Regions from separate parts of the Mus musculus genome. Here regions 1, 2, 4, 5 and 6 are each linked to region 3. The links are chromatin contacts, called in public HiCAR-type, HiChIP or PLAC-seq and promoter capture Hi-C maps. All regions are on one chromosome and are shown on one strand. The core of a region is the stretch at or near the end of the contact, and the rest is flanking DNA. Distances in the headings are between cores, read along the strand shown.

Region 1 (2,980 bases), core at 447-2,946, 2.8 Mb after region 3:
CAGCTTGAAGTCAGCTGCACAAAGGCAGCCTCTCTTCCATAACTGTCTTACTAATTTAACCTCAAAGAGTAGCTTCATGAGCCTTTCTTAAGTTCCCGGACTCTTTCGAGCCTCATCATCCTACCAAGATTCTTTGCCACAACCAAATCAAAACCTGCTCTCACCTTTAAGAGTTAAGATGATTGATCTACAATTAAATTTGATTTAATCCCAGCAAAGGCAGGCAGACCTCTGTAAGTTTGAGGCCAACCTAGTCTAGGGAGCAAATTCCAGGGCTGCCGGGCTAGACCAGAGAAAGCCTGTCTTGGGGGGCCGGGGGTGGGGGTGGGGGCAGAGAGCAGAAAAAGGAAACTTAGTCAATATGGAAAAAGAACAGGGATCCAGGCATCCAGGGACACACCCATCTTCCCCACCTCAAGTCCATCTTCCAGGTACTGAAGTGAGTTCAGAGTTTAACCAGAGAGCCTCAGGCACGCACATCTAAGCGGTCCTGGTCTAGGCAGTGGTCACGTGTGCTCACTGCTTTTCTGTGCTTCAGTCTCATCTTGTAAGACGTTCTGACTAACTCTTAGAAACTGTGCCAAAGGAATGTTTCCCAGGAGACAAGATCCCCCTCTGACTGGATTCCTGGGGAGTGTCCCTTTTCTTTGAGGTCCATTGTTTCCGTAGTCTGATAGTCGGACTGAGAGACACAAAGTGTCTCTTTTCAAATGTATTTTTGCCAGCCTGTTACAGAAACGTAAGCCATTTTGCATTGGGGCAACTGGTTTGAGGGGCAGCACTTTTAAAGAGGTGATAAGGTGGATGAGGGCTCCGCTGTCACGAGTGAATTAATGTCACTGAGGAGCGGGTTAGGTACTGAAGAACTAGCTTGCCTCAGTTTTAGGCTTCAAAGCCGTCCTACAGTAAAGACAAACTAGGTTTATTCCTGTTCATGACTGTACCTCTGTTTCTCAAAGGCAGAGCTATGCCCCACCTGTAACCTTAACTACAAACGGTTCTTGATGGGCTGCCTATGACTGTTCCAGGAATGGCGGTCATGCCTTTTTAACCATCTGCCCCATTCTACAGGGTAAAATGAAAGGGGAAAAAATTCTTTAAGGAGAAAGAGAGGGAGGGGGCAAAGTTTCCCATTCATCGGGAGTCCACCCCTAAGGTGAATGCACGAGCTTGCCGCTTTCTCTCTCGTCAAGGGAGGGCACACTTTTTTTTTTCTTTTATTTTACCCCATCCTCAGCAAGTGAAAGAAAGCCCCTCAATTTTGGCTTGCCCAACCTCCAGAACTGTACGTCTCTAATTTGTTTTCAAAAATAAAGTCTTGAGTGTCTATTTTAGCATCACAAGAATGGACCACAGCACGATGCTCCCAGTCGCTGATTCCTCTCTACTGTACTTTTGTTGGCAATGAATACAATGAATTCACAAATCTGCAAGCTCTAACCTTTCAATAGGTTGATGTTATAGTTATTTTGAATACAGTGCATTTATCTGAACTGCTTATATTACTGGGTTCCCCCGTAGAGAATGTAAACACTTCCAGCACAGGAATCGGAGTCCTCGCGTCAGCACCCCCAAAGAGTGTACTCAGTAATGAGTCAGCGAAAACTTTTAGAGCAAACCTGTTCTTCTCCCCGGGAAACAAAGCGTTAACCAACGTGCCTAGGGGGCGTGTACATTTCTTAAATGTTCAATGGCTGGTGGGCGGAGCTTCCAAAACGACCTGCAGGACGGTGAACTTTCGCTCGCAGAACCGCTTCTTTCCAGTGCCTGGAGACAACAATCCCACAAGAATAAGGTGAGTGAGTGCGTACATGTGTGTGCGTGCGTGTGTGTGTGTGTACTCCTCTTGCACTGAGTAGTTACATAATTTTGCTAAAGCTACAGTTTATAATCCGCAATTGTTTTAACTTTGTGATTTATTTGCTGTTCACTATCTCAAAGCTTGTTTAGGCCAAATAAAAGGCACAAATTTTTTCTGCCTAGTAGATGAGCGGTTGGTATGGTCTAAAGGTCTTGGTAGGGTTCGTTTTCTCTGCCATTTAAGTAATTAAAAGGCAGGAGGAATTTCAACTGCAACAGATAGCAGTGAAGAAATCTCAAACCCTGCAGACAGGAGCAGAGACTCAGCAGCTGAAGAAGGGGGCTTGCTGGAGGCAAGCAACCACCCACATGCAGCAGACACACAGAGAAAAGATCTGCAACACTGAAGCCACAAAATCTAAAAATCCCCGATCTCTTCTCGAGGGCTGGATTTGTTTGTTTGTTTGTTTGTTTAGTCTCTGAAGACCCCCCCCCCCCAATATAGGGTAATCACTTTAAAGAAAAGAAGTTTCTCTGGCCTGTGACTCTCGTGTAAACCAGCCCTAATCCAGATGGCCTAGAAGGTGTTGAGTTAGTCCCTCAGCAGTGGCCTGCTGCTGGGAGGTAAAAGCCTGCAAGGCCCTGGTTTTAAGGGGCCAGGCTTTTGTCTCAGCCTGGAGGGTATAGAAGAAGCCAGCCATCTTGGAAGTTCATCAGGTTTCTTACATATCCATGGCCCCTCTCCCTGTCTGTCTAACTTCTAGTCTCTCATGATTCTGAAGAAAATAGCAAATGGACATCTATCCAATGGACACGCGTGCGTTGTCTGTGCACAGCTTAAGTATGACTGGGCACACCAAAACACCCTCACACATTATAACTTCAAAAGTTGAAGAGACCTGAGAAACCTGCACATCAAATCCTACACTCTCCTGGCCCTGTGTGGAGTCAGAGCAGTTAGCACTCCCTCCCTGTGACGATGCTCGTGTGTGTGTGTGTGTGTGTGTGTGTGTGTGTGTGTGTGTGTGTGTGTGTGTGTGTGTGTGTGTGTGTGTGTGTGTGTGTGTGTGTGTGTGTGTACGTACTCGGGAGCGCAAATGCCAGCCTTGGGAACAAGAAAGCAGCATCCCGTAGCCTCCCCTGAGACTCATACCCCCTTTTGATTAACAACCAACTTTTC
Region 2 (2,975 bases), core at 262-2,761, 2.5 Mb before region 3:
TGCTGGGATTTGAACTCAGGACCTTTGGAAGAGCAGTCGGTGCTCTTATTCACTGAGCCATCTCACCAGCCCCAATTTTTTATTTTTAAGTATGTGCATGTGTGTATGTGTGTGTGTGTGTGTCTGTGTGTGTATACAGTGCCTGTAGAAGCCAGAAAAGACACAAGAGCTTGAGACAACATGCTAGGAACAAGAATAGAATAAAAAGAGGGAAATGGCAAAAAGCAGGATGAAAGTGAAACAAATCAGCAGGATGTTAGGTTCTCTGCTCAGAAGGACTGACAAAGGAGCAGAAGTTTGAGATAATGATCTGCTGACAAAACAGGTCAGGATCAGGAAGGGAGAGATACTAACACCAACTCTACTGATCCTAAACTTTCTGCAATAAATTATGCTGGAGTTTAAACATTTCCCTAAATGCTCTCCAAACTTTTTTTTTCTAGTTTAAAATGCAGCATTCTATGTGCAAATAACTTCTCTAGTACTTAATTACATTTATCATTCACATCAGACTCGCGTAATGTAGAAACTGGGCCTAAGGAAGTAGTGTAGAAGGAGCATTTAGAATAAATGAAAGATCTCAGTCATTTTTCTGCTAACAATGCACATGGCACTAAAGACGTTGGGCTGAACTACACGGCCTTCAAGTTTCTTGGCAGCTGAAGTTCGGTGTGTATTATTGAAGTCCAGTGTAAGCTACTGGGAAATGGATCAGTTTAAATCCAATAGATCCTACTATGGAATTGCAGCAAAGTTTATTGTGAGGCTTTTGGGTCTCAAAAATTGAAGTTTAGGTCCCTTCCCAGGGTTAAGGGAATGTACACACCAGTGCTCCTAGGATGGGTGACGGCGTCAGCCCCTGAACATCAAACGTTGCTTTGTATTTTGAGACAGAATATTTGTGTTTATCAGGGTGGGTCTCCAACTGAGGGCTCTGCTCAAGTCGTGAGATTACAGGCTACCACACAGCAAATGGTCAGAGCAAACCAAACGTCCTGACTCTAAATGTGCCTTGCTGTCACAATGTACACATTCCAGCTCTGCCGACCCATATCCCTCTGCATCCTAAAGCTCCAAGCTTTTTCCTTTCCAGAGCTGGGAATACAACCCAGCCTCTCCCAGGGAGCCACACCACAGCTTCTCTTCTCCTTTAGCAAAAAGTCACTTTAAACTATTTGTATGTAATTAAGTTGTGCCTGCGTGTGAGTGCGGTGCCCTCGGAAGCCAGAAGAGGGTATCAGATTGGAGCTCCTGGCGCTTGAGAGACGCCGAGCACGGGTGCTGAGCCTCGAACTCGGATCCTCTGGGAAGCAGTGCCTGCGCACGGCAGTCTCCTGTCCCCGAGCCCTCTCGTTTCCGTGTTCTGCTCTACTTCGTCCTCATTCTCTCAGAGGCAGCGGGGACACAGATACTCCAGACTCAAGTAGGACTACCGACAACTGCAATACCCAACATAGTGGGAGACCGAGGGTCCTACTGGACCCCTGACCCGGAAGGACCCTAAGGGCCGGAAGTGATGGCAACCCCGCAATCCCCGCTTCCCTAGCAACCCGATCGGCTTCCTAGCGACGTAAAGTGGCTGTGCAGTCCCTGGTCCCGCCATGCCAGTGCGAGTGAGCGAGTTCAGCTGGCAGCAGACGCCGGCCACGATCTTCCTGTCGCTGCCTTTGCGGGGCGTCTGCGTGCGCGATGCTGACGTATTCTGTGGGGAAAGTTACCTGAAGGTGGGCGGGGCGGAGATGCAGTTGCTGTGCGCCCCGGGAGCAGGAGCTGTCTTGTAGAGTGTCCATGGCTTTACTTTTTTAAAGTTAATTTTTAATTTACATTTTTTACCCTTAATTAATTTATTTTTGTTATGCTAAGGATCAAACCCAGCATCCTGTGTATGCCAAGCCACTGAGCTACATCTCTAGTAACTATGTATATATTAAATGTATGAATGCGTGCATTCATGAGTGTGCATCAGGTGTGTGCAAATGCCTGCGAAGGCCAGAAGAGGGGGGTCAGATCTCCTAGAACTAGAGTTACAGATGGTTGTGAGCCACGCAGGATGGAAGAATAAGTGCTCTTAACCACTGAACCATCTCTCCAGCCCCAATAGCTACAGGGGTGTGAGCAGGGTGGAGGGTGTCTTATTCTGTAGCCCACACTGGCAATCCTCCTGCCTCAGACTTCCAAGTGTTGGGATTAATGGGATGCTCTCCCATCCCTGGCTAAACCTCAACTTAAAGTTGATAAACAAGTCTAAAGCTGCTGAGATGGGCCAATGAGTTAATGCACTACCACCAAGCCTGACAGCTGCAGTTCCGTCCCCAGAAAGGAGAAAACCAATTTCTCACAATTCTCTGACCTCCTCCTGCGTGCCATGGCACTCAGACCCACACACATGCGCACAACGTTGTCATTAAAACAACAGCTGGGCAGTGGTGGTGCTCACCTTTAATCCCAGCACTTGGGAGGCAGAGGCAGGCGTATTTCTGAGTTCGAGGCCAGCCTGGTCTACAGAGTGAGTTCCAGGACAGCCAGGGCTACACAGAGAAACCCTGTCTCGAGAAACCAAAAAACAAAGCAAAACAAAACCAACCATCCAACCAACCAACCAAACAAAAATATCTAAAAAAAAAAAACAAAAAAACCAAACCAACAACAAAAACAAATCTGTTGTCAGTGTGGTGTCATCTAGACATATTCAGGTTCCAGATTTGCTTTCATCTATTGCGTCCTCATATGCTTTGCTAAATTATGCTGCCTGGAATAAATTCAGTGGGGTTTTGAGAAACATTTTACACACACACACACACACACACCGGGATGGAGAAGGGGAGGGCTGGCTTCAAACTGGCTCCCTCACTTCGTAGCTGAGAATGGCCTGGGATGTCTGAGCACCCTGCTTCTACCTCCTGAGTGCCCGGATAACAGGCCTGGGACACCACACCAGGAACTATGTCCCCACCCTAGCATGTTTGCTTTTTTTT
Region 3 (2,712 bases), core at 86-2,585:
TTTAATAAATGTAATTTAAAGAAGAGATCAGAAATGAGCAAATACTGCCAGAAACTAACCTAATACTACTGAAAGCTTCATCCTTAGTAATCCAGGCTGTCTTTGTGGCCCCAGCTGGCCTCAAATTCTCAGTTGTCTTCCTGCCTCAGCCTCCCATATTGGGATTTCTAGTCCTAAATCTTTTATTTTTCCCCAGTGCAGATTGAATTTGAACCCTCACTCATAATAGGCAAGCTCTGTACAGAGCTACTTTCCATGTGCCTAGAGGCCAAAGGCCGATTTCCAGTGTATTCTTGAAATGCTCTTCACCCCACCAGGCAGCACCTTACTTTTTTTTATTTTTTTTCCCCCAGACAGAATCTCTATGTATAGCCCTGGCTGTCCTGCTGTCCTGGAACTCGCTATGTAGACCAGGCTGGCCTAGACACCACCATCCAGCATCTGTATTTTAAGACAAGGTCCTTTATTGGACCTGAGAGCTGGGATTACAGATGTTGGAAGCCGTGCCTGAGTTTAAGTAGGTGCTGGATTTTCGGAAAACAGATCTTTAGTCTTTAAGGGCAAGTCATTTACCGACAAGCGATCTCACCAGGTCTTTTTTTTTTTTTTTTTTTTTTTTTTTAAAGATTTATTTATTTATTGTATGTAAGTACACTGTAGCTGTCTTCAGACACTCCAGAAGAGGGAGTCAGATCTCATTACAGATGGTTGTTAGCCACCATGTGGTTGCTGGGATTTGAACTCCAGACCTTTGGAAGAGCAGTCGGGTGCTCTTACCCACTGAGCCATCTCACCAGCCCTTTTTTTTTTTTTTTTTTTAAGGGTGGGGGTTCTCAAGGATCCCACGCTGCTCTTGAAGTTGCTATGCAGTTGATGATGAATTTGGGTTTCTGACCCTTTGCTTCTAGAGTGCTGGATTACAGGCGTGCACCACTAACTACTCCAGGCTAGAGCTCTCAATGACTTATTTCTTATTCTTCTGCCACAGGATCTACGTATGTAGACATATGCTGGCTGGCTGGCTGGAACTCGCTTTGTAGACGAACCTGGCCTGGTATTCACAGAGATCTGCCTCCCCAGAGCAGAGCGACCACACCCACCCTCAACTATTTTTAAGAAACCTGGCCGCAGCTGACAGGTCGTAAACAAGTCTGACCCGCATCCCAAGCTCCGCACAGCGTGCGAGCGGGCTAACGGAGTAGCGGGCGAGCGCAGACACCGGGGCGGGGGTGGAGGGGGTGGGGGCGGAGCCAGCCGAGTGCTGGAGAAAACTAGGTCACAAAAGTAAAGTAGGTCTTTGTGCGGCTCTTTACGACACGTCGTGTTTGGACGGGTCTGGCCGTAAAGCAGGCTCGAGCCGAGCAAGCCAAGGCCGCGGACCAAGCTGCTATGGCGGACATGGAGGACCTCTTCGGGAGCGAAGCTGAGAGCGAGGCCGAGCGCAAAGGTGCGGCGGACGGGCGGGCGGGCGGGCGGGCGAGCTCCGCGGATGGGCACATGGGGCGTCGGGTTGCTTTTCGGCCGGAGGCGCGGCGCCGGGCAACGCGAAGTCCCCAAGCTCTTGCCCAGCGCCCCCTGCATGCCCGGCGGTGCCCGCCTCTCCCGGGGAGACCGCCGCGGAGTCAGTGCCTGGAGGATCAGGGACCGGCCTGGACTCCTGGGGGAGCAGAAGGGAGGACGTGTGGCCTGCGCCCCTCCGTGCATACATGGCCAATTGAAAGGGTGGCTGGCAGTGAATGAGTGGAGACATGTTCAACTGCCCATCGGGCGCGGTAACGCCCCGTGTGAAAGGGCGAGTTGATGGGAGAGTGTAGATGCCCCTGAAGGGTCTGGGAGGGATCAGGTTGGAGTTCTACAGAAGGACTACGCACTGGCGATGGGTGCCCTTGGAGAGCCTGTGCGGAAAGCCAGTTTCCTTGTCTGTGATGTAAGAATGGGGAAACTTGTGGAGTGTTTGGAGAGGAGTGACAGGATTTGGTGATGAATGAATGAATGATGGTTCATGGGGGGCATTTCTGGCACAGGTCTACGAATATCTGAATTTGAGATGTGAATAGAAGAATGAGGAAAGATCCGAGATGAACTTCAGAATTCTTGCAGCCCCCCCAGGCCCAAATTAACTTCTATACATGTCATTTTCCTTGCCCCTCCCCCCATTCGTCACCAACTCCAGTTTGTATGTAATTACTCCAGTTGTGGAGGGAGCACTAAGTAAAAGTACAGAGAACTAAACTCTTCCTGTGCCCGGCTTTGCTCATAGTTTATTCTCTGTGTCTTCGAGGCACAATTCTGTGTACACCTTCCCATGTTTTCCATGAAGCGTTTCATTCATTCAGTAAACAAGGATCCCTATCATCTCCTGGCCACCTTGCTAGGGGTTGGGAATGTAATCATGAGAAGACAGGTTCCCGCTCCCCAGCTTAGTGCTTAACGCTTAGTGCTTTTTTGCATCCACTGGTGAAAGCGTCGTTTAGTAAGATGTACCTGTAGTGCTTTCTCATAGCCACCCATAGCTTAGGGAAGTGGAGTGTACAGATGATTGCAGTTCTACGCTTTCTTCCCCTCCCCTTTCTTCCCTTTTAAAAACTTCTTTTAAGGTCATGGCAGTTTTCTTCCATTTTACCATTGAGTTAGTGGACTCTCCAAGACTGACTTTCAGGGTCTGGTGTCCTGTCTTTGACAACTGCTCTTAGTCTTGAAGTTGCTACGGAT
Region 4 (2,861 bases), core at 39-2,538, 2.7 Mb after region 3:
AACCCCACACCATGCCAGGCTAGTCGGAGGCTCAAAAATAACTAGTTGAATACAGAATGCCTATCTCAGAACAGAATCCATTGTTAACCTTGATTTTGACAGTAGGAACTGGAATTTTACTACATTTAGTCGATTTTAATCCCACTTGAAATAAGCAGGAGCTTAGTTAATCATCAGTATTTTCATAGTTGAAAATTACTCAAGCATCATGGTATAGTTTAGTGGGTTAGTTTCTTCGCAGATGAGATTAACTGAACATAAAGAAGGTTAAGGGCTTAATCGTGGTTTGAGGACTACTTTTGAAAGTTTAGAAGAAGAATCAATTAGTGTGTTTTCTGTGCACCAGACTAGTTTCATAAAATAAACCGTTGCAGCCAATTCATGTTAAAAAAAAAAAAAAAGCCACTTGAGTGTTCTCCCAGTCAGTCTGGTATCTTTCATTCTTAAATCATCCAGCCCTAGCCGGAAACTAGTTTCTTAAGTCACTGCAGAGCCTACATACTCCATGCAACAGTCCCGTGAGACCGGAGCTGTCACACATGGAGCTTGGCGCAGTCTCTCCGTCCGCACAGCAGAGAAGCGGCTTAGGCCCTCGCTATCAAGAAACTTGGCAAGAATCCCTCCAAGTCCAGTTTGCCAGCACTGCCTGCGAATATCCTACCAGGGCCACTGACACCTCGAGGGCGTGCGTCCCAAACGTGGAGCTCCCGAAATCATCTATGGGCCGGGCTGCCAGAACAGAAGCGATCAACAAGTGTCACCGCTTGCCAGGGCCACCTCCCTTGTGCAGAAGCCAGGACAGGTCACCTGAGACCCGACTCCCAGCTCGGACAGTCTGGAGTGACCGAAGCGGGCCTTTCCTCGGCTATCCGTCAAACCCTGCCCTCACCACCCGGCCCTTGCTGCCCTCCCTCCTCGGTTACCATGCTGGCCGGCGGCCGGCCCAGTCGAGGGGCTTCCCGCGCCCGGCTCCCGGAGGGGTGGCGGCTGCCCGGTGTCTACTCCTGCCCGTCTGCTGCAGCGCGGCTTAGCAGAGTTCTCGGTCGGAGAAGCGCACCAGGCAGCGGCAATAACTGCGGGCCCGGCGTACGGCAGCCATTTTCGCGGGACAGGGGGCCGGAGGCAGGCGCGCTGCGGCGGCCGGGGACTCGAGCTGCGGAGGGGTCGCCGGTCGCCAGCGGAGGCCGAGCACCGAGCGAAGAGCTGAGCGTCGGCCCAGCAGGAGACGTCTGGACGCAGCGGCGGAGCTGCCTGCTCTGCTGCGGAAACTGCGCCGCCGCGCCGCGCATGCGCAATGCCGTCGTCGCCGTCGCCGCCGCCTGCTTGGCTACCAGCCACCCGTCGCGAGCTAGGGTGATGGGCCTACTGTGTGCAGCCGTCGGTGGAGCTAAGCTGGCCCGCCTCACTCAGCCCGCCTGTTTGATGCTGAGAACACCCAGGCAGGAAGGAGCAGACGTTAGCTCAAAATGTTTGAACCTGAATTTGGAGTAGAGCCCCCTGAGTCGATCCTAATTGGACATTAGGGGACAGTACTTTAGGCGCCCTGGACACTGGGTGCCCTGTCAGAATGAGAAAAGAGAGCGAAAACTCAACAATCATTGAACCCCACAGACTCTGAACCGAAGAAAACGTACGCTCATGTGTGCAGCCGGAGAGTGGTAACAGCCAACGCAAGTCACGTCGAACTACAGATCCCACAATACAACGGGGGAAGGACGGCCCTTTTCAAGGCCTGAAACCCGACTCCTGAAGGAGTGGACACTACAAGGGACGCTGGGATTTGTAGTCAAATGTTCCACGTTGAGCCGGAACTTACACCCACCCACCCCCAACCCGGTGCCACTTCTTACAGTCCAAACATCCGATTCCACGTCAATAGAAGGCACTTGGATTGCACATTTTAGAACTTTTTCACCTACAGGCATATGCTAGCAAAACTTACGGGCTTCCTGGCCTCTGACAGACATTTAGACAACATTTATTGAGTTTCTGTAAGTGTTAGAACCTAACAGCCAGGACGCTACATTCACCCGACTTCACAGAACTTAAAATTTTATTGTGCTACTTTATTCTGGAGCTCAGAAATGAAGTACGTCTTCGGCAAAGACATGGAGGTAAAAGGGGAGGGGTGCAACTTGATTACAGTAAGAAATTGCAAATCCTGTGTATGTTGTCTATTTAGTTAGTTTGTATTCCACTGAGTCCAGTTAATGCTGGAATATTGCCTTATCTTTTGGGCCTGATTTTGTAGAAATTATCATAATTTCAGTAGGCTGATGAATACACCTGTCGTGACATATCCAAAAGACAGCATCTCGGAACACTCTTTCCTGTCCCCGGGCTCTTACATTCTCTCCACCCCATCTTCTTTAATGTTCCCGGAGCTGGGGGCTGGGGAGTGGATATAGATATGTCCCATTTAGGGCTGAGCACTGTCACCTATTCTCGGCAGATTTTGTAAATAATGGAATCCACCTCTAGGTGGAGACTGTCCTTGGCTCCTCCCTTATAGACTAATCTAGTGGGATATAGGTCAGGGACTTGGCCCATGGGATTACCCCTAGGAAGGTGAAATCAATTTAAGACAATGTCATTTTTCTTCCAGAATCTAGGGTGTCATTCCCTAGAAGCCACCATGAGATTCAGGCAGAACCAGGTAAACTTTTTCTAGCTAGAGACCAAGAATGCTTTTACATTCCTTAACTAAAGCTTTGAGCTTCCTTGTCCTCCGAAGTTCCCCTTCCGGTCGTGTTCCACGCCTGTTTCTCTGCTTCAGTCTCATCCTCCTGGCTGTTTCCCGTTTTACAACTCGCCAGTCCTAGTTTTCCTAGTTCTTGAGGTGCTGTCTGTGTCCAAATTTA
Region 5 (2,852 bases), core at 259-2,758, 2.1 Mb after region 3:
GGCGATCGTTATCAGTCCGTGTTCCAACAAACCAGACATCTGATCAGAGTTTCTTTGAAAATGGCAGGACATCATCAGCGGTAACAAAGGACAAACAAGGTACTTGCATTCCGAGGCTCGGGCCTTTAGGCTCTCTCCGGGCCTCCCAGCGGACTTCCATTTCCTGCACCTCTGGATTGCCACTGGCTTACTTCCTCCTTACACCTGGGTAAAGGATGCGTCCTCCTTAACAGTTAAAGCTAGAATCCCGAGGCAAATTCAAGGGTTAAAAGTTCAGCGTCTAACCCCAGCAGGGCCTAGAAGCACAATCAGTATCTGTCACAGGCCAAGTTCGGTGCGGCAGATGATTAATTTTCATAAACAACTCTGAAAAGATATGGCATTAGTGATAGGACAGACCCAAGCAAGCTCTGTGGTGGCGGAAAGGCAGCAAGCAGGGCTGACTCGCAGCGGGAGCCACTACACACGTTCATCGCAGTTCCAACCACGCAACAGGTCCACGCACGCAGTGCACCAGCGGCGGGAACCTGGGCACCTGCAGCAGTTCTCCTCCTGCCCAGCACCCCAATGCGGCCACGGGGCTACCGAAGCGGACCAAGCGCCATCTCTCCAGGGCATAGCCCACAGAGATAAGGCCCGGAGCACATTCCTTACAGATGCCAAGATATACTAAAGCTTACTTTCGCGCTGCTGGGTCCCCACATCCTCTGGGACCTGCGTTAGCCCAAAATGAGGAGCTCCAAGCCACTAGCTGGAGAATTGGCTGCTAGCCGATCGCCCCGGGGCGTGATGGGGCGCATGGTCGCCCCCAGCTGGGAACAGTGTGAGCTACCTGGCTTCTCACCTAACCGGCATTAGTTCCCAGACGTGGATCTAAGCCACTTAGTGGACCAGAACGTTTCTCCACTAGCCATGTAACTACTTGTTAAATACCAAGTCTTTCGGTATAAATGAAAAACAACTTTTATTGGAGGATGGGTTTAATCGGGAAGCAGGGGAGGGGGGCACAGGGAGGGCTGAGGGCAGTAGTGGGACCCCGCTGGCCAGAGTCTCCCAGAGCGAAGCAGTCAGCGGAGGAGCGCACGGACCCGGCCACCGCGCCAGGTGAGGCGGGCACTCACCTCGGGGAGCTCCCGGAGCTGGTTGGCGTCCAGCAGCAGCTCCTCCAGGCTGCGGGCATAGCGGTAGATCTCCTCGGGGACGTAGACCAGCGAGCAGTGGCGCTTGTCGATGGCCTCCACATGACGGTTGCACCGCCACAGGGGAATGCAGTGGAACATCGCCGCCTCCACCACCAGAGCCGTGTCCCGCCGAGCCGCGGAGCCCGGGGCTCGGAGCCCGCTCCGCCCGGCCGCCCCGCTGCTCCCCGCCCGCCGCCCGCTCCAAGCTCGTTGCTGGCTCCAAGCTCGCTCGCGCCTCGCAAGGACTCCACCGTCCCGAACGTTCTGAGGAAGCCGCGGGAACCCTCGCCGCGTCCCGCGCCTTCGCCACAGTCGCGAGCGTCCCCTCCCACCGCCCCCTCCGCCGCGCTCCGCTTCCTACTCGCGGCCGCCGCGCACTGGGCATGCGCACTCGGCGGCACGCAGAGGGCGTGTCCCGGCCGGGGATGCTCCGCTCCGGGTTTTCCTGGAGACCCGGCTCCCGGGAGGGTCGGGAGACGGTGCTCCTGCGGTCCTCTCCTCCGCGGGGAGTCGCACAGTGTGCGATTCTGGAGGGAGCCGCGCCCCAAAAAGCTCCTAAGGAGGGCAGGGACCGAAGGCCAGAAGGAGCAGAACAACTTCGGAGTTTTCATTTTACTCACCGTGCTTTTTTTTTTCTTGCTCCCCTTCCCCAAAACAACTTTCTCTTCCGGGGTCAGGAAGTACCGCCCCGCCGAGTACCTTGAGCGCGGGGTAATGAAGGAGTCGGTTCTGGCTTTCCGACACCCCCTCCTCCTAACCCCCGTTTGTGCCCTGTGTCTGCGCACACTCGCTGGCAGGCCCTACGACCTGAGAGCATCTTTGGTGAGCAGGACTTATCTGAGATGTACGTGTCACCAACTTCCTGGTGCCAACAAAAGCATGGATGTCCGTCTTCAAAAATCTTCTAAAAGATGCTCCGAGAAGAAAGGAGATGGCAAAGGTGCGCTTCAGCATTAGCTCCACCTTAGCCAGATGTGCTTTGGGGGCTAACCTGGGCTGAGGTACAGAAAGCACTGGTGCAGGAAGGCAGATGAACCTCCAATAGCTGGCTCCTGTATTTCTTCAACAGCACCCTGCGTCTTACAAAGGGGAGATTGCAACCCACGCTGTAGTTTGGGGCGGGGAGCCCCAAATTTCTTCCTTTGCTCCTCAGAGGTTCCCGTTACCACAGCCAGACATTTGAACCCCTTTTCTTCTGTTTTCAGAGTCAACGATACAAACTAACCAAACTCACTCCACATGAACAGTTGATGACTCCGTTTTAGGCCAAATACAATAGCTAATAGACTGTTTTAAGAGTCTTCTCTGACTCCCCACCCAGCAAAGGAAGCCTTATGCTCCCTCAGCTCAAATCTGGAGTCACCAACATCACAATATGCAGAAGATTGAAAATTGAGCTTGCTTAGTAACCAAGGCAGAGTTTGCTCTGAAACTTTTTTTCATTGTCTCTTCAGTATTTTTAACTGCACAGGGCACTTGCCCAGGGGGAGAGGGGGAGAGATACATAAAGGTTTCGTCTCTATCAGGAGGATCTCTTGTCTTGATTGATGAAGGAGGAAATTTGACCTGTTTTTACCTCAGGATTATCACCTAGACTTGATGGTTACAGCCAGTACCTAATTCCTGCCACTATGCTGACTTCACTTTTTAACCTGACTTGGTGCCTGCATT
Region 6 (2,966 bases), core at 294-2,793, 2.7 Mb after region 3:
ATAATGCTTGGGCTTCCCCAGCATTTTGGGTCTTCTTACTCTTTCTCTAAAGTTCCCTCTCCCACCATGAAGCCACTTATCCGTGCTAGACTAAATGGGATGACTTTGCTCATTACCTTCTCCATTTTCCTCCTTCAGCAGCTTAAAGTTACAGCCTACCTGTCCTGGGTGTTTGCCTTTTCGAGTGTAATAGCATTTGTCCTAATAACATTTTTTTAAATAAATAAATTTAAGCAGGGACTGGTAAATAGGCTCATGCTCTTATTTCCAGAGTTTGGGAGGCAGGCAGATCTCTAAATTCAATGCTACCCTGGTCTACAGAGAAAGTCCCTGAACAGCTAGGGCCACACAGAGGAAACCTGAAACAAACAAACAAGTAACTAAATAAATGTTTAAAACAAGAGAGAGAGAGAGAGAGAGAGAGAGGAAGGAAGAAGGAAGGAAGGAAGGAAGGAAGGAAGGAAGGAAGGAAGGAAGAAAGAGAGAGGTGGGGTAGAACTGTTCCCAGACAGAATCTTTGTTACGACTGCTTGGAACCTTCACCTGAACTCATATTCTCTCTCTCTCTCTCACACACACACCTTTTAAACATATTTACATCTCTATTTACATCTATTAACATAACAGAATTTTTAAAGATTTAAAAAATTTTTAATTAAAAAAAAATTTTTTTCCTGTCTCTAGCTGCATAGTCGGCCATCAGTGGAAAGAGAGGCCCTTTGGTCGTGCAAACTTTATATGCCTCAGTACAGGGGAATGACAGGGCCAAGAAGTGGGAGTGGGTGGGAAAGCGTGTGGGGGACTTTTGGGATAGGATAGCATTGGAAATGTAAATGAAATAAATACCCAATTAAAAAAATAAAAATATATATTTTTTTTAAGTTAAAGAATAAAATAAAGTTTTAAACGAAAATTAAATTGCAGGAACTACAAAAGAAAGGCAGACTGCCACATGCAGCGCCTCATTTGGATGTGTCTGGAGTCTTGGAAGCTTGACTACCCTACGTTCTCCTACAATGGACCTTGAGAGCTTGTTTGGAGGTTCTAGCAGGGGAGCGCAGCTACTCGTATACCCTTGACCGAAGACCGGTCCTCCTCTATTCGGGGAAGGTCGTCCTCTTCGACCGAGCGCGCAGCTTCGGGAGGGACGCACATGGAGCGGTGAGGGAGGAAGGGGACACCCGCCTAGCCAGCCAGATCAGCCGAATCAACCCTGGCGATCAATGGGGTGACAGATGTCGCAGCCAGATCGCCCTCACATCCGAGAGTAAGCAGGCTCTTGGTAGGTATATAAGGCCATAGAATTTTGTAACTTTACACATGTGGTGACCTTATGTAGCCGACTGTACTTGATATTATAACAAATCCTGAATCCGTTTTAGGGTTAAATAATCCTTTTTATACTCGCTTCGTTCTAAGTTTAAATTAAAATACTTAAATTTAGGATGTTTTTACTGTTAACCAAAATGCTTTGGGGCTATGCAAAATACAACAGTTTGGATTGGTTAAACCTTCCGAAGCCCCGCCCCCGACGGCCATGTCTATTCTACGGCCCGGCTCTGCTCCTGGCCCAGGCGCCCGTGTCCGGTGCGGTCCCATACGAGATGGGTTCTCTGCCTTCGGTGCGTGTCGGCGCCTCTGCCAAGGCGGAGCGGACGGCGAAAGGTAGACCCAGCGCATCTCCAGCTTCACGAGACTCACGCGGCCTTCCGTGGGCCGTAATCGTCTGTCTCCCTCTGTGGCCGAAGTGACACACCGAAGCGAGTAAAAAGCTAATTCCTAGAACAGTGTGATGCACCCGGCCCTCCGTTGGCTTCCCGTGCCCTTTGTAGCTAAATTTGGAAAATCCTGAGTTTCTCAAAGTCCAAGAACTTTATAATGTGCACTGCTAGGCTAATACCTTTACAACGAATGCCCCCCAGCTTCCCTGAATCGGAATGTGAAAGTGACACACTGAAAACCAAGGCTAAGGGTTCTGTCCTTTCTTTCACGTGTTAAAATGGTGGCATCTTTTTAATGCGCGAGGGAAAACGCAACAACAATAATAAAACACTCCTCCCAAATCCTGAACATTCAGTTATGTCCAGAAAATTGGGATGAAGATAGGACTTTGCTTTACCGCTCTGTACTGCGTTCGGGTTTTTTGTTTGTTCGGTTTGTTGTTTGGTTTTTGGTTTAGTTTGGTTCGTTTGTTTTCCAGAAAGGCCGAAAGCCATCGTGACGTCGAGGCACAAGCTCCACTGTCCTAACAGTAGAGGTCGCATGGAGTTCGTGAGACGGGCATTAGCTGCCGCTGGAGCTGTACCCAGCCCACCGTATTTTCACAAATTAGCCAGACAATACGCCTTCTCTTCGCATCACTACTGGTCCGGGTCAGCCATAAGATCCTTCCTGTTAGGGACTTTTCTTTGAACTAAGATGTAATTAACGGGATTCATTACCCCTTTTAAGTTACCCTTGGTTTCTACGAGGGATAACAGGTAATAAGGACAAAGGGAAGTAATGTAAATTTTGTCAGTTTTATTGATTATACACCCTCTAGGTGAATTTTCTGTACCTGCGTTGCACGGTTGGAAGCCTTGTTTCCTGGCCTGCGAGTGCAAGTTTTGCTTTTGTTCTATTCTTCAGCTTCCTGTGGAGATTTTCAGATACAAGCAAACAAAACATTGCATAACTCTGTGTGCAGCCCTTACCCGGATGTGTGCAGCTTTAGGGTGTGCTTGGTATGTCTCCTGCCTCCTCTTGGTTTGTGGGAGTCTTTCCTCCTAACATAGTTTCATATGGGAGTGCCACGATTTGGTATTTATTTCCAACGGGTAAAGGTTATCACACCCACCAAAAAATCTGCAAGGCTTTATCCTCAAAGCAGTCTGTCTCATGCGGAGTTTTTACTAATGTGTCTCGGTGCTGCTCTAAACAAGGTCTGTAGACTTTACACTATGAATAACTTGAGATTTATAAAAATG

What was found. Promoter capture Hi-C pulls out the DNA fragments that hold promoters and counts their contacts. HiCAR-type assays count read pairs that join an accessible place to other places. HiChIP or PLAC-seq counts read pairs in DNA pulled down with a chosen protein or histone mark. Capture Hi-C pulls out chosen DNA fragments and counts their contacts.
Region 1: a promoter capture Hi-C map of liver shows a contact between it and region 3, with 3 times the contacts expected there. The contact joins the promoter of Gsta4 here to the promoter of Leo1 in region 3. A contact is called at or near these places in 1 of 39 promoter capture datasets (embryonic stem cells), 1 of 115 datasets of contacts at active chromatin or transcription factors (embryonic stem cells) and 1 of 9 other capture datasets (liver).
Region 2: an H3K4me3 HiChIP or PLAC-seq map of embryonic stem cells shows a contact between it and region 3, with 6 read pairs. The contact joins the promoter of Dnaaf4 here to the promoter of Leo1 in region 3. A contact is called at or near these places in 1 of 39 promoter capture datasets (liver) and 2 of 115 datasets of contacts at active chromatin or transcription factors (embryonic stem cells and stem cell-derived neural progenitor cells).
Region 4: a contact with region 3 is called in a HiCAR-type map of astrocytes, with 5 times the contacts expected there. The contact joins the promoter of Fbxo9 here to the promoter of Leo1 in region 3. A contact is called at or near these places in 1 of 39 promoter capture datasets (erythroid cells) and 3 of 115 datasets of contacts at active chromatin or transcription factors (astrocytes, embryonic stem cells and stem cell-derived neural progenitor cells).
Region 5: a contact with region 3 is called in a promoter capture Hi-C map of embryonic stem cells, with 5 times the contacts expected there. The contact joins the promoter of Lrrc1 here to the promoter of Leo1 in region 3. A contact is called at or near these places in 1 of 39 promoter capture datasets (embryonic stem cells) and 5 of 115 datasets of contacts at active chromatin or transcription factors (astrocytes, embryonic forebrain, embryonic stem cells and 2 more).
Region 6: an H3K4me3 HiChIP or PLAC-seq map of embryonic forebrain shows a contact between it and region 3, with 10 times the contacts expected there. The contact joins the promoter of C920006O11Rik here to the promoter of Leo1 in region 3. A contact is called at or near these places in 1 of 39 promoter capture datasets (hippocampal neurons), 2 of 115 datasets of contacts at active chromatin or transcription factors (astrocytes and embryonic forebrain) and 1 of 9 other capture datasets (liver).

The regions. Positions count from the first base shown.
Region 1 is chr9:78,190,270-78,193,249 of GRCm38.p6, forward strand. Gsta4 (glutathione S-transferase, alpha 4) reads left to right here and starts at 1,697. Exons shown (of 7, transcript NM_010357.3): 1 at 1,697-1,795.
Region 2 is chr9:72,957,274-72,960,248 of GRCm38.p6, forward strand. It overlaps Dnaaf4 (dynein axonemal assembly factor 4), which reads left to right and starts at 1,512. Exons shown (of 9, transcript NM_026314.3): 1 at 1,512-1,724. The coding sequence starts at 1,602.
Region 3 is chr9:75,440,189-75,442,900 of GRCm38.p6, forward strand. It overlaps Leo1 (Leo1, Paf1/RNA polymerase II complex component), which reads left to right and starts at 1,336. Exons shown (of 12, transcript NM_001039522.1): 1 at 1,336-1,447. The coding sequence starts at 1,390.
Region 4 is chr9:78,107,368-78,110,228 of GRCm38.p6, forward strand. It overlaps Fbxo9 (f-box protein 9), which reads right to left and starts at 1,289. Exons shown (of 13, transcript NM_023605.2): 1 at 924-1,289. The coding sequence starts at 926. It also overlaps a transcript of Cilk1 not described here.
Region 5 is chr9:77,543,344-77,546,195 of GRCm38.p6, forward strand. Lrrc1 (leucine rich repeat containing 1) reads right to left here and starts at 1,509. Exons shown (of 14, transcript NM_001146048.1): 1 at 1,122-1,509. The coding sequence starts at 1,280.
Region 6 is chr9:78,174,371-78,177,336 of GRCm38.p6, forward strand. C920006O11Rik (RIKEN cDNA C920006O11 gene) reads left to right here and starts at 1,544. Exons shown (of 4, transcript NR_040401.1): 1 at 1,544-1,665; 2 at 2,201-2,372; 3 at 2,629-2,723. It overlaps Rn7sk (RNA, 7SK, nuclear), which reads right to left and starts at 1,263; the gene lies at 932-1,263.